Regions from separate parts of the Drosophila melanogaster genome. Here region 1 is linked to region 2. The links are chromatin contacts, called in public Hi-C maps. All regions are on one chromosome and are shown on one strand. The core of a region is the stretch at or near the end of the contact, and the rest is flanking DNA. Distances in the headings are between cores, read along the strand shown. Region 1 holds the start of lncRNA:CR46035 (long non-coding RNA:CR46035). Region 2 holds the start of CG34278.

Region 1 (5,540 bases), core at 2,792-5,291, 580 kb before region 2:
TCGATCTCTGAAGAAAGATTGTTGGTGAAAAGATTATCTAGAAAGTTGATGCACTATGAGAAGTAACGAAAGCAACTCCAAGGACACCATTTCCGTCATTTCTCCATCTATAAGCAAACATTCAGATACAGAAAAAGACAATGTAGTCCATTGGCTCTTGAATTGCTCTTTAGATACCAAAAAACAAAAACAACATTTTCTTAGCAAACACAATTGGTATAAGCATTGATAATCATATGGTTTGTTATCTCTAACTATAAAAGTTGTAAGGAAACCTCAATGAGTACGTTCCAATCGAATGTGCGGTAATGCATTCACCCATAGTATGTTATGATACAATAACAGCTTTATATGGGCAAGCACATTTCCTATTTGCACATTCATTGGATGTTTGGCCGTGGGACCACCCAGTAGTCCCCCATTCACTACACTACTCGTGTTGGCAGCTTTTCTAGATAATACACATCGAAAGTGGGTCAATAAACTGTGCTGCGTGAACAGCACGTGAACTTGACTCGTGACGTCACACATATACGTCTACATCGGCGTCGCACTCTTTACCTGTGATTCCCATTCCCCCCATCCTCCCAACCAGAGAACGTACCCCAGTGCCTCCATCCCGCTGCCGCACCATTCTCTCGTCCACCATTTAGCCCAACAAGAGGCAGGCAGCCAGTCTACAAAAGTTGTTCAGGTCAAATGTTTATGCCTGGCCATGGCACTCGTAGTTCGTACTCATACCGGCACTCATACCCCCACACGAGGGTACTCTAGTACTCATTTTTGGGTTGAGATTGCTCTGCTCTGGCGGATTTTCCTGTCCTCCGCCCAGCGCTCTTTAGATCTTAATACTTGTGTGGGCTTATGATGTTATTTTCTCTATTTATACATAAGTACATATATATGCGTGTACCTAAACACCTCCCTTTGTTCCCTTGAACTTGAACCGCTATCGTATCCCAACCATATGCCCGCCTCCCTTTACCTTAACTTTAAAATTGCTTTTAACCTTATCGTTGCTTTTTCTTCTTGTTGTCGTCGACGGCTGTCTTGATTTGTTTTTATGAATTTTAATGATTTTTATTTTGTTTTGATTACTATTTCTTATGGCAGCGGCGGCGTTTTTCCCCTTTGTCTTTTGGTTTATTTTTCGCAACGCTGGCAGTCTGGTAAATCCCCCACCCCCACCCCTTCCTTTTTTTTTTTGTTTGTTTGTTTAAATGGCATATGCACGTGTTATCAGCATTTTTGGGTTCAGTTAATTGAAAAAGTTTCAAATGAATATATGCACAATGCTCTTCACTGGGATTCTACAAATTTTGTCGTTTGATTTATCTATATTGTCGATATGCAAATACTTTTATTTGGCGAATAATTTTCCATAGTATCCATAGTATTATTATATTGGCCGCATCTGTGGATGTGACGTGCCTGCGGATGTGTGCGTTTACTTTGTACCCCATTTATTCATTCAGCATGTCCGCGGCCGTCGTGGCTGTCCCTGCTCCCCTTTCTCCTGCGAGTCCCCTGCCCCTGTTCCACCCGCAATCCCCCATCGCCCTCGCACATTGCTCTGCACGGTCGACAATCCTCCTGTGCCCCATACCACATTTCTTTATTTCGTATTTCGGTTTTTTCCCCCTCATTCCCTTTATATTTTGGTATGTGGCATGTATATGCAACCAACACACTCGCATGACTACACTCAAGATCACACACAAAGCGTCTGTTACCATATATTTGGGTCAATGCCAAGGTCATTGTTGTTCTTGTTCTTGCTTCACCTCCATCTCCTTCGCGTCGTCGATGTTGTTCTTGTTGCCGTTGTTGTATAGCGGGTTGTTTACATTTTATGTGTACTCTCATCAACTCAGGTCCTCTTCAGCCGCCATCGATCCATATCATTAGCGATAATTGAGGTGGCCATAAACTCTCCTCCCAAGATCTTAAGAGATGGGAAGTCATATATAACTGCCAACTATCCTATTATCCCTTCACCTTAAGACCCCTAACCAAATCTTAATTTCCCATTTTCCTGCGTCATAACCGAATGTATTCGATTTGGATGTATACGAAACGTTGAATTATTCAATTCACCACATCACTTTCATAACCAAAAGTTCCATTGGATGCCAAAATGAAAAGCGAACGTATGTCAATATAATATAGTATATTTGTTGTCTCAACCCAGTGCACTCAAAACACTTTACAAAATCAAACCAATCGGTTTTCCTTTGCGTTTTAATTGGGTGTTGCAAGGTTAAATCCGCGTTTCTGGCCAATTCAACACTGAAACCAACTGAAAACGAGCCGAAACCGAACGAAAACTGTAATCAGCCGCAGCCAATGCTGGTTTTAAGCCACTCCAAACTTCCAAAGTCGGGGGAAGTCCCTGCCGCCCGTCCATTGTTATTTAAGCTGGTCGATTTCGAATTGCATTTTGTAAGCCGCTTTAAATTCGCCGTGTGTTGCTGAACAAAAGCCAACTGCCAGCAATAATATTTAACTACTGATGGCTTTTAGCCGCCGCTTTCCTCTTTCTGCGGCAGTTGGGACACCTTTTCTATATAGCGTGTTATTTAAGCCACCCAGTGGCTGGTGGCAGTCCCATTGATTTTCAAGAGCACACAGCCAGCCCCATCGACGTGTCCTAGTTTAGAAACTTATTTCAAGTCGACTGTTCTGCGTCATATTCTCTCTGCTCTGTGGGCAATTGGCATGACTATCTATCTGTATGCCTATCAGCATCTGAAATTTGCGGGCCAGCCAGCCGCCAGCAGCACACAACTGCTGCATTCATTTAATGCCAGCCGAAATTGTCTGTGGTGCAGTGCACACGGTTGGGGCTTTGGGCCCAAACTCAAACCACCGGCATGCGAATGCCATTGCTATTGCTATTGCGATTGCGAGCCCAAAAGCCCCAGAGCCACATGGCACGGCCTTTCCGCAACCGGGTCCCCCCATCTTCCCCGTGCCCTGTGCCCCTTCATTATGGTGCCTTCCAACTGCCAATGAACAATTTTGCCGGTTTTTCTTCGTCCGTTGTTGCTGGGATTTTAGTGCTCCACTCATTGCTGTGCCTGCGACTCTGCTGCGTTGTCGTTGTTGTTATTGTTGGCAGCAGCAGCGGCGGCGGCGGCGGCATCATCATCGTTTTTCATTTTAACAGGCGGCGCAGCCAGTAAAAAAGGCAAAAATAAAGTCGAAATAAAAAGAACGTTCATTTCAGTTGGCGCTGATGCACAGAGAAGAATTCTTTGAAAGAAATATATGATTACTCTGGGTTTGGAATCTTAGGCCAAAGTTCAGTCTTTTGATGAGTGACTTGATCAGAAACAATAATTTAATGAAAATGGCAAGGTAATGGTTCTTTATAATATCCTATCAAAAGGCCGCCCAGCTTATGTTTCAGTGTACTGCCTCGTTTCGAACGCATACAAATTTTATACATACAGAGAGTCGTGTGATTGTGCGCTTGTTTTTCAGTTCACTCGTTTGGATACACACCACGAACGAATCGAAACGTTGCTCGAAACGAGTCGAGTTGAGTCGAGTAGGGTCGGTCGGATTGGATCGCTTTGGTCTGGTCTGGCCTGGCTCTGGCTCTGGCTATGGCTTTGGCTTTTGCTTTAGCTATTGCCCTGGCTGTGGCTGTGGCTCTGGCTCTTGCCGGTTCTGGCAGCTCTGGCTGCGACTCTGGGCCGTGTGTTTTCGGTTGGAGCCCAGTGTGCGATTAATGGGACATTTGTCTGAGCACTCAAAGTGGTTGACTGCCAACGTTGGCTGTTGTTGTTCGTTCGTTGTTCGTTTTTTCGCTTTTACTGCTGCCAGTGGCTGTTGGTCTGTTGCTCTGTTGCTGCGTCGGATTGCCAGTCAGTCTGACAGTCTGTTAGTTTGCCATATTGTAAGTGGATGAGGGCGGAAGGTGCGGGGCAAGGATTGGGGCCACCGACTGACTGCTGCTCCGCTGGCAAAAGCAGCCAACGAGCAAACGAAACGGTACGAAACAAAACGAAGCGAACCAAACCCAACCGAACCGAGCAGATCCAAAGCGACTTCTGCTGCTGGTATACGAATAAACGAATATGCGAGTATTTGTTCTCTATATACAGTCGAACTTCTATAACTCGAACTATTTATCATGAACAAAAAAAAAACCCAAGAATTCCCTAAGGACTTCAGATGGTTGATTATTGCTATAATTTTCGAAATGCTTGATTTCCATAACATTTTGGTTAAAAATATAATTTCTGATTAATTCATGATTTGGATTCAATAGAAAATAATGAGTAAAACTTATGTACTACTACTTCTTAGATCTTAATCATAATTCCAGGAATCTGTAATTATTCAGTATGATTCGATTTGTAGATCAACACAGGGAAGTTGGACTGTATGTTCATCTGCGTTTTGTGGTACTGTCTGGGTTGCCTTGTGCAATGTGCGCCATGCACACTCAACACAATTGCACAAACTTTCGATTCGCTCATAAAATTTCCAGCAAGCGCAAACAGAAATTGCATGAGCATGGATCCGAGCGGACTCGGACCCAGAATCGGATTCAGAATCAGAAACAGATCCAGACCCCAGACCCAGACGCAGATGCAGATGCAGATGGAGACGTAGACCGACCCTCTCCCACACTGGGAGGTGGAGGATGGATGTCTAATGAGCGACAGTCGGACTGGCTGTCGCTCAGCTGTGCTCTGTTCTTTATATACATATATATATATATATAGTATCTCGTTCCCTGGCTCTGAGGTTAAACCCCTCCGATCCGGCGAACAAGCTGTGCATAATGAAAACCAACCATTGCACTTGAGGGGGTGGAGATTGCGAGAATGGAGACGACGGCGGGTACTGGGACTGAGACTGAGACTATGCGGGATGTGGTGGTGAACTATTTTTTTGTTTGTTTCGCATTCTCATTGCTTCAGTTTTTGAGGTTTTCACCCTTTGCAGTGGGGCATTATAATTTGTGCTACTTGAGTGGTATTCTTAGCAAAAGGTTTAGTTGCTTTAAAATACTAATACTTTTAACTAGATAAATAGTTATAGCTAGTTAAACACTCTTACAACGGTGCTTATTAGGAATATTGCTTTCCTGCAATTTTTAATGGAACTGTTTTTTTTTTAATCTATGACGATAGAGCGTAATCTTTACAACGCATCATCCTACTAGCTTGAAACTTACTAATTGGAATGGCAAAACCTTTCAGCTAGGGTATTTCAGAATGCGGGTTGCATGCGTTGGCCTGGCCCTTCCCTCTTGTTTTCATTTTTATGATATCCCCGAGTTTATTACTTTTTCTCTCCGAGAATGGCTGTGTTTATAAATTCCCGGCTGCCCCTCTCCTTTCCGCCGGTTTCGTGTGTGCCGCTCCTTTGTGCATTTAATTCTCTTATTTTTTATCTCTTCGCTGGCCGCATAACAAGCACATGTATGCCAGTCCTTGTTTTTGGTTTCCTTTTTATTTTTTGCAACGCTCGCTTGCCACATTCACTGCTAAAGGTTTTAAGGTGATAAGCCACAAAGGTCC
Region 2 (5,312 bases), core at 242-2,741:
GGCCAGCTGTCCCCGAGCAGCTCCACTTCCTTGTGGAATGTAGTGAAGGTTTCGAGTCCAAAATATACGATTGTTATACGCATTGAACCTTGTAGAAGTGCTATTTAGGTGTTTGAAGTTTTTGGGATTGTTCTATATTTTTATTTTACTCAAAAATATGAATATTTTGAAGCCATATTATTTATAAAAGAAATATAATTTCTTGGCGTCAGCTGATTCACATGGAGTTGCTGTAGTTGTTGCCGGTATTTCAGTTGTACTTGCAGAACCCCAATCAATGTTCTCCGTTGTTGTTGTTGTTGTTGCGGCAATTGCAACAGCTACCATGGTGCACAAAAGGAGGAGGATGGCAAAAAACTTCATGTTGCTAACTTTAAATCGAAACTGATATTTCACTCAACATATTTTGCCCTTATATACGAATAAGACTTCAGAACAATTGTTAACACAAGTGCTTGCAAGATTTGATGGATGAAATGGTGGATGGAGTGATGGATTAGGACAGTTGAGTAAATACTCTAATTTGCCTTTCCAAAAATAAATGTACACGTGGCAAATGTTTAGCACGTGTAAATATACAGTACACGTTTTAACCGGATTGGTTATGATTTTCTTAAACAAGTGCTTTATATTAATTATTTAAAGTATTTTAAATCGTAAGCTGAGTTTATGAGGAACATTAGCATTAGCTAGAGCTTTGTTATTTACCTAACAAATTAATCGTCAACTTATACTCGTTAATTGTAGAGTATAAGGGTATACTAGGTTTGTTTAAAAGTATCTAAAAGCTATAAGAAATCGTTTTCTAACTTATATAACTTATTCTAACAGATCTCGGAAACAATAATGCTAAAAAGTTAACAGTATTATTATTATTGCTATTATTATTATGCATAATTATTAATAATTATAATGATTCTATAGAAGTAGACGCAGCGCAAGTTGGTTTTAAAATGATGTCTCGCCCACTCTTACGTCATAAACTATCGAGAGCTGAGTAACGGGTATCAGATAGTCGAAGAAATCTACATTCCTCTTCTTTGTTTTATTTATAATTATAGTTATATTGCAAAATGTCATTGGTTAACGCTTGGTAAACCATAATTTTAAGGCTGAGTAAATCATTAAAAATGGCTAATTGATAGGTCTAAAACTTTTTTCACTTTATTGCTTCAGAATAATTAACCTAGTTAGAATTAATTTAGTAGAAGAAGTAAAGTTTCTTGCCGCAAAGGCCACCAGGACCTCCCACGCAGGGCGGCAGTGGGGGAGGGACTTGTCCACAGGGTCCTTGGGGTCCGCTGCCACATGGAGGCTGTGCCAAGGGAGCTAGGGTAGTGTCAGATGCAGGGGCGGTAGTGTCCTGTTCCGTAGTTGAATCAGATCCGTAATCATAGTCCGCAGAGGGTGACGTAGAAGCAACCATGGCAAATCCTACAATGCCGCAGAAGAGGAAGAGAACAGCGAAAAACTTCATTTTGATAACTCCGTAGATGCAGTGGTAATTTACTGCCAAAACCTCGCGAATATATACTTTTCCTTTTTGGCTAGTCAAATATTATGACAATTGCGAAAAATTTATTTTCCATGACAAGAGTAAAAAATCTCATTAAAAGAAACAATTGGGCAAACATCAGAGAACGTAATCATGGAATTATTTTATTGTCTAGATATAGATTAGCTTTGTTTTTGGCGAGTAGTGTGGTTAGGAAAGTGAGTGCCTTATAAGGATAACTCCCTTGGGGAATTTCGCGAAGGACTCCACAGAGCCAAAAAAAAAAAAAAAACAACATTACTCATACTCATCATATGTATGTACATAGCTACCCGTTTTGACTTTGACTCATTTGGCTAAAATTAACAATTCCTAACCATATCGAGAAGGTCGCTGGTTGTCAGCCCCATTTGCTTGGCTCATTCACTTGTCTGGCCGACGCCGTGCATTTGCTTCTGCCTTTCGTTTTTGCATTTGATCAGGCGGAAAAAAGGGGGAGTGGAATTAAAAGGCACTGCCAAAAGCAATCCTCAAATATGCCAAATATTTACCAGAATTATTTGCTCTTCCCTGGTCATGGGCGTTGGTGTGGGTGTGCAAGGGGATCATGAGTCACTTTATTTGGGTTCACGTTCTGAAAAAGGGTCGGGATTTGAGAATTCCAGGGCTTGGCCCCCCTATATATACGAATATAACTACATACATATATACGAATGGTAATGCTGCCGACTAAAATAGCAAATATTTTTAAACATTACCAATGGCTTTTGTGCACTAAAACGAATAAAATGAATCGTTTTATTCTATGACTGGTTTATTAGTCACTGATTTACTGGGTAATATTATTATCGCTCCGAGCTTACGCTTATGCTACTAATGTTGTTTTGATGGCAGATTAATATTGGGTGTTTTTTAAAATTTTAAATAAATATAAAGTAAAAAAAAACATAATGGAATTGAAATAGAAAAATTGAATGGAATGGAATAATGTCGTATAAACCTGTTATATTTTAACAAAAAACTTTATTTTGGGTAACCACTCTTTGAAAAGCCGATTATTATTGGTGCATACTTTGGGGCATATCGAAGTTCTTATAAGTTATAAAATATACATATTTAACTTTACGCTCTCACACTGAAACTGAACTTGAATCTGTTAATAATTTTCTTTCGAAAACTGGTTTTGTGTGCTGGCTGAGAAAAAGACATTTTTAAGAGAACACAATTCTCAAAATGTTAAAGAGAAAGAAAATGCTCTCTTGTTTTATTTTTTGTTTGCCGCTCTCTCGCCCCTCTCTTTATTCAGCAAATCAGCTGATATGGCGGATCCGAATGCCGGTGATCGGCGACAAACTTCAACGTTTAAAAATAAGAATTTATTTAACGGTGGTACGTGCTCGAGTAACAACGCTGACGGTCCCGGATCGGCAAATTTAACGCACGGCGGTGAATTGGTGCAAAACGCGAATTATACAAACGGTCAAACGACGCAGGCGACCATATTCCTCAGCAACAATAACAACAGCAGTAATACGGGCAACCACTACTACAACAACAGCAACAGTCACGGCAGAAAGAACGCGCCAAATTCGCAGCAAAATCAGCAAAACGCGTGTGTTTATACGACCAGCAATAGCAACAATAACAATTTGGAGCACAACTTTAGCAACTTACATTTCTACGCCCAACAGCCAGCCGCACACTACGACGTTTGCCATCAACAGGTGTGTGTGTGTGTGTGTGTGCGAATAGAGTGCGGCAGTGTGCGTGAGCCACAGGCGAACTTCACTATGATGAAGTTTCAGGAAACTCCCGGTCATTCGAAAATTGATTGTCGCGAATCAAATTCAAAAATCAAATTCCCTTAATCGAAGTCTTTAAAATATTCCCTTATTTTACGTTTGAAAAGAATGAAAGATAACCGTAGATTTTTAGGAATTCCTAGGAGTTTATCATTCTGAGAAACACCTTTTTTTTAAAGGATTGAATGCTACACATTAGAAGCTATAAATGCAGAACTGGACAATTCAAATTTAGTGATAATAGAGCAGTTAACTTTTTCAACCAACTACTATGTACAGAAATTAGATATATGATTTATCTAAGCACCGTTTCACTGTAGTTTTTGTAAGTGCTGCAGTTCACACTGCGTTTTGTCGCGGCATTTCGCAATTAATGAAAATGTTAATGAACTTCACACGCTGCGCACTCGAGCACTTCACTCTAATTTCTTCTTCTAGCCGTATTCCCCTTGTTGGCCTGGCCCAGACAGACAATTGTGAGGGGGGGCCGCGGGGGCTCTACTTCTCTATTTCTGTTGGTTTTTCGGTGGTTTCCTCGGTTTGTGTGTGGCACGCGAACTCCGCTTTGCTCCCTTGTCCGTCGCCTTCTGATCACTCCGCTTTGTGCTCGATCTTCGCGGCGTTTCTGTCTGTATACCCTTTTCGGGAACTTTTCGGGCAAGTTGGTGGTAAACAATGAATTAGGCGGAGTTACCTGGGAACTTGTTTCGCCGGCTAAGAGATAAGGGCAACTCGCAAGCTTGACGGAAATACGGAGTTCTTCAATGTGAACCACTCAAATGTTTATTTACATATTATCTTCATCATTTCATCACTTAACAAACGTTCTAAAATATAATAAATTTCAATAAACTCCAGAGACAATTTAAAAGATACCACAATCGTTACTCTGAAAAAGATATTTCAGCCTCAAAATAAAAATTGTTATTCTTGAAGAAACCTAACGTGCTGAAAGTCATAGAAAAGTTTGACTTCAAATAAAAGTTCGGAATTACCCCGAGAAGCGTATTCCAAAGTCGCCTGCTCTCGAAAGTTCATTGATTCTTGATAGCCGCTTCGTTGCGCGACATGCGTGGAAAGTGGACAGTCCACTCCAGTGAAGTTCTGCAACTGGAACAAGTCTTGGCCTACGCCACACCTAGTGGGATCCGATCAGATCCATTCGAATCAATTTGCTTCTTAGCACCAGGAGTGGAGTTTGATGGTTTTTAATGGAGATCGCTCTTGCATAGTTGCTAAGTGATTTTCGAAGTAACGACGTCCCACACGCAGTCATCAAGACACCCATTTACCGGCACACCCATCCAAATCTAGTAAACCCGGCTAACTTGATATTTGCGTAATCGCTAACCCACAGACGAACGACTACTACCAGCCAGCCAGACAGGAGGGCCAGCAGGCGGATCAGTACGAGGAGAACTTTGACGAGGACATGGAGGCCGAACGCGATCTCGCCGAGGATGCGCAGTGGAAGAAGATCCAACAGAACACCTTCACCCGGTGGGCCAACGAGCACCTGAAGACCATCGATCGGTCGATCAACAACCTGGAGACGGACCTGTCCGACGGCCTCCGACTGATCGCCCTGATCGAAGTGCTGTCCCAGAAGCGAATGCCCAAATACAACAAACGCCCAACATTCCGCAGCCAGAAACTGGAAAACGTCTCGGTGGCCCTGAAATTCCTTCAGGATGAGGGTATCAAAATCGTTAATATTGGTAAGTGAGACACACATGTGTGTATGTATTTGAATTTGAAATTCCCAGAATTCTTGGATTAAGCTTGGGTTGGGTCCCACGTATCTCTAATAGTTTTAGCAACCGCACAATTGCGGTCGTAAAGCAACTTTATGCATTAATTAGATGCGCTCGCATCGTTGGCCATCGAAAATGTTTCCATTGAAAATTGCATAATTTGCTCTTTCAATGGGGAGAGATAAGTCAACTAAAGATGTGCCGCCAACGCCTCAAGAGTCTCGGGTTAACACCAGATCCCCTGATCCCCGCTGAATCCCT

Evidence for each region. A called contact is a pair of places that touch in the nucleus more often than the background predicts.
Region 1: a contact with region 2 is called in a Hi-C map of the Kc167 cell line, with 4 times the contacts expected there. A contact is called at or near these places in 4 of 107 Hi-C or Micro-C datasets (the D17-c3 cell line, the Kc167 cell line and wing imaginal disc) and 1 of 7 datasets of targeted methods (the Kc167 cell line).

What each region holds. Positions count from the first base shown.
Region 1 is chr3R:17,702,196-17,707,735 of dm6, reverse strand. lncRNA:CR46035 (long non-coding RNA:CR46035) reads right to left here and starts at 4,041. Exons shown (of 1, transcript NR_133415.1): 1 at 2,155-4,041. All of the region lies in intron 4 of osa (osa,), which reads left to right.
Region 2 is chr3R:17,116,644-17,121,955 of dm6, reverse strand. CG34278 reads right to left here and starts at 1,491. Exons shown (of 1, transcript NM_001104347.2): 1 at 1,148-1,491. The coding sequence starts at 1,477. The coding sequence ends at 1,202. It overlaps cher (cheerio), which reads left to right. Exons shown (of 19, transcript NM_001275730.1): 2 at 2,802-3,219; 3 at 4,655-5,015. It overlaps CG42779, which reads right to left and starts at 379. Exons shown (of 1, transcript NM_001300441.1): 1 at 1-379. The coding sequence starts at 363. The coding sequence ends at 178.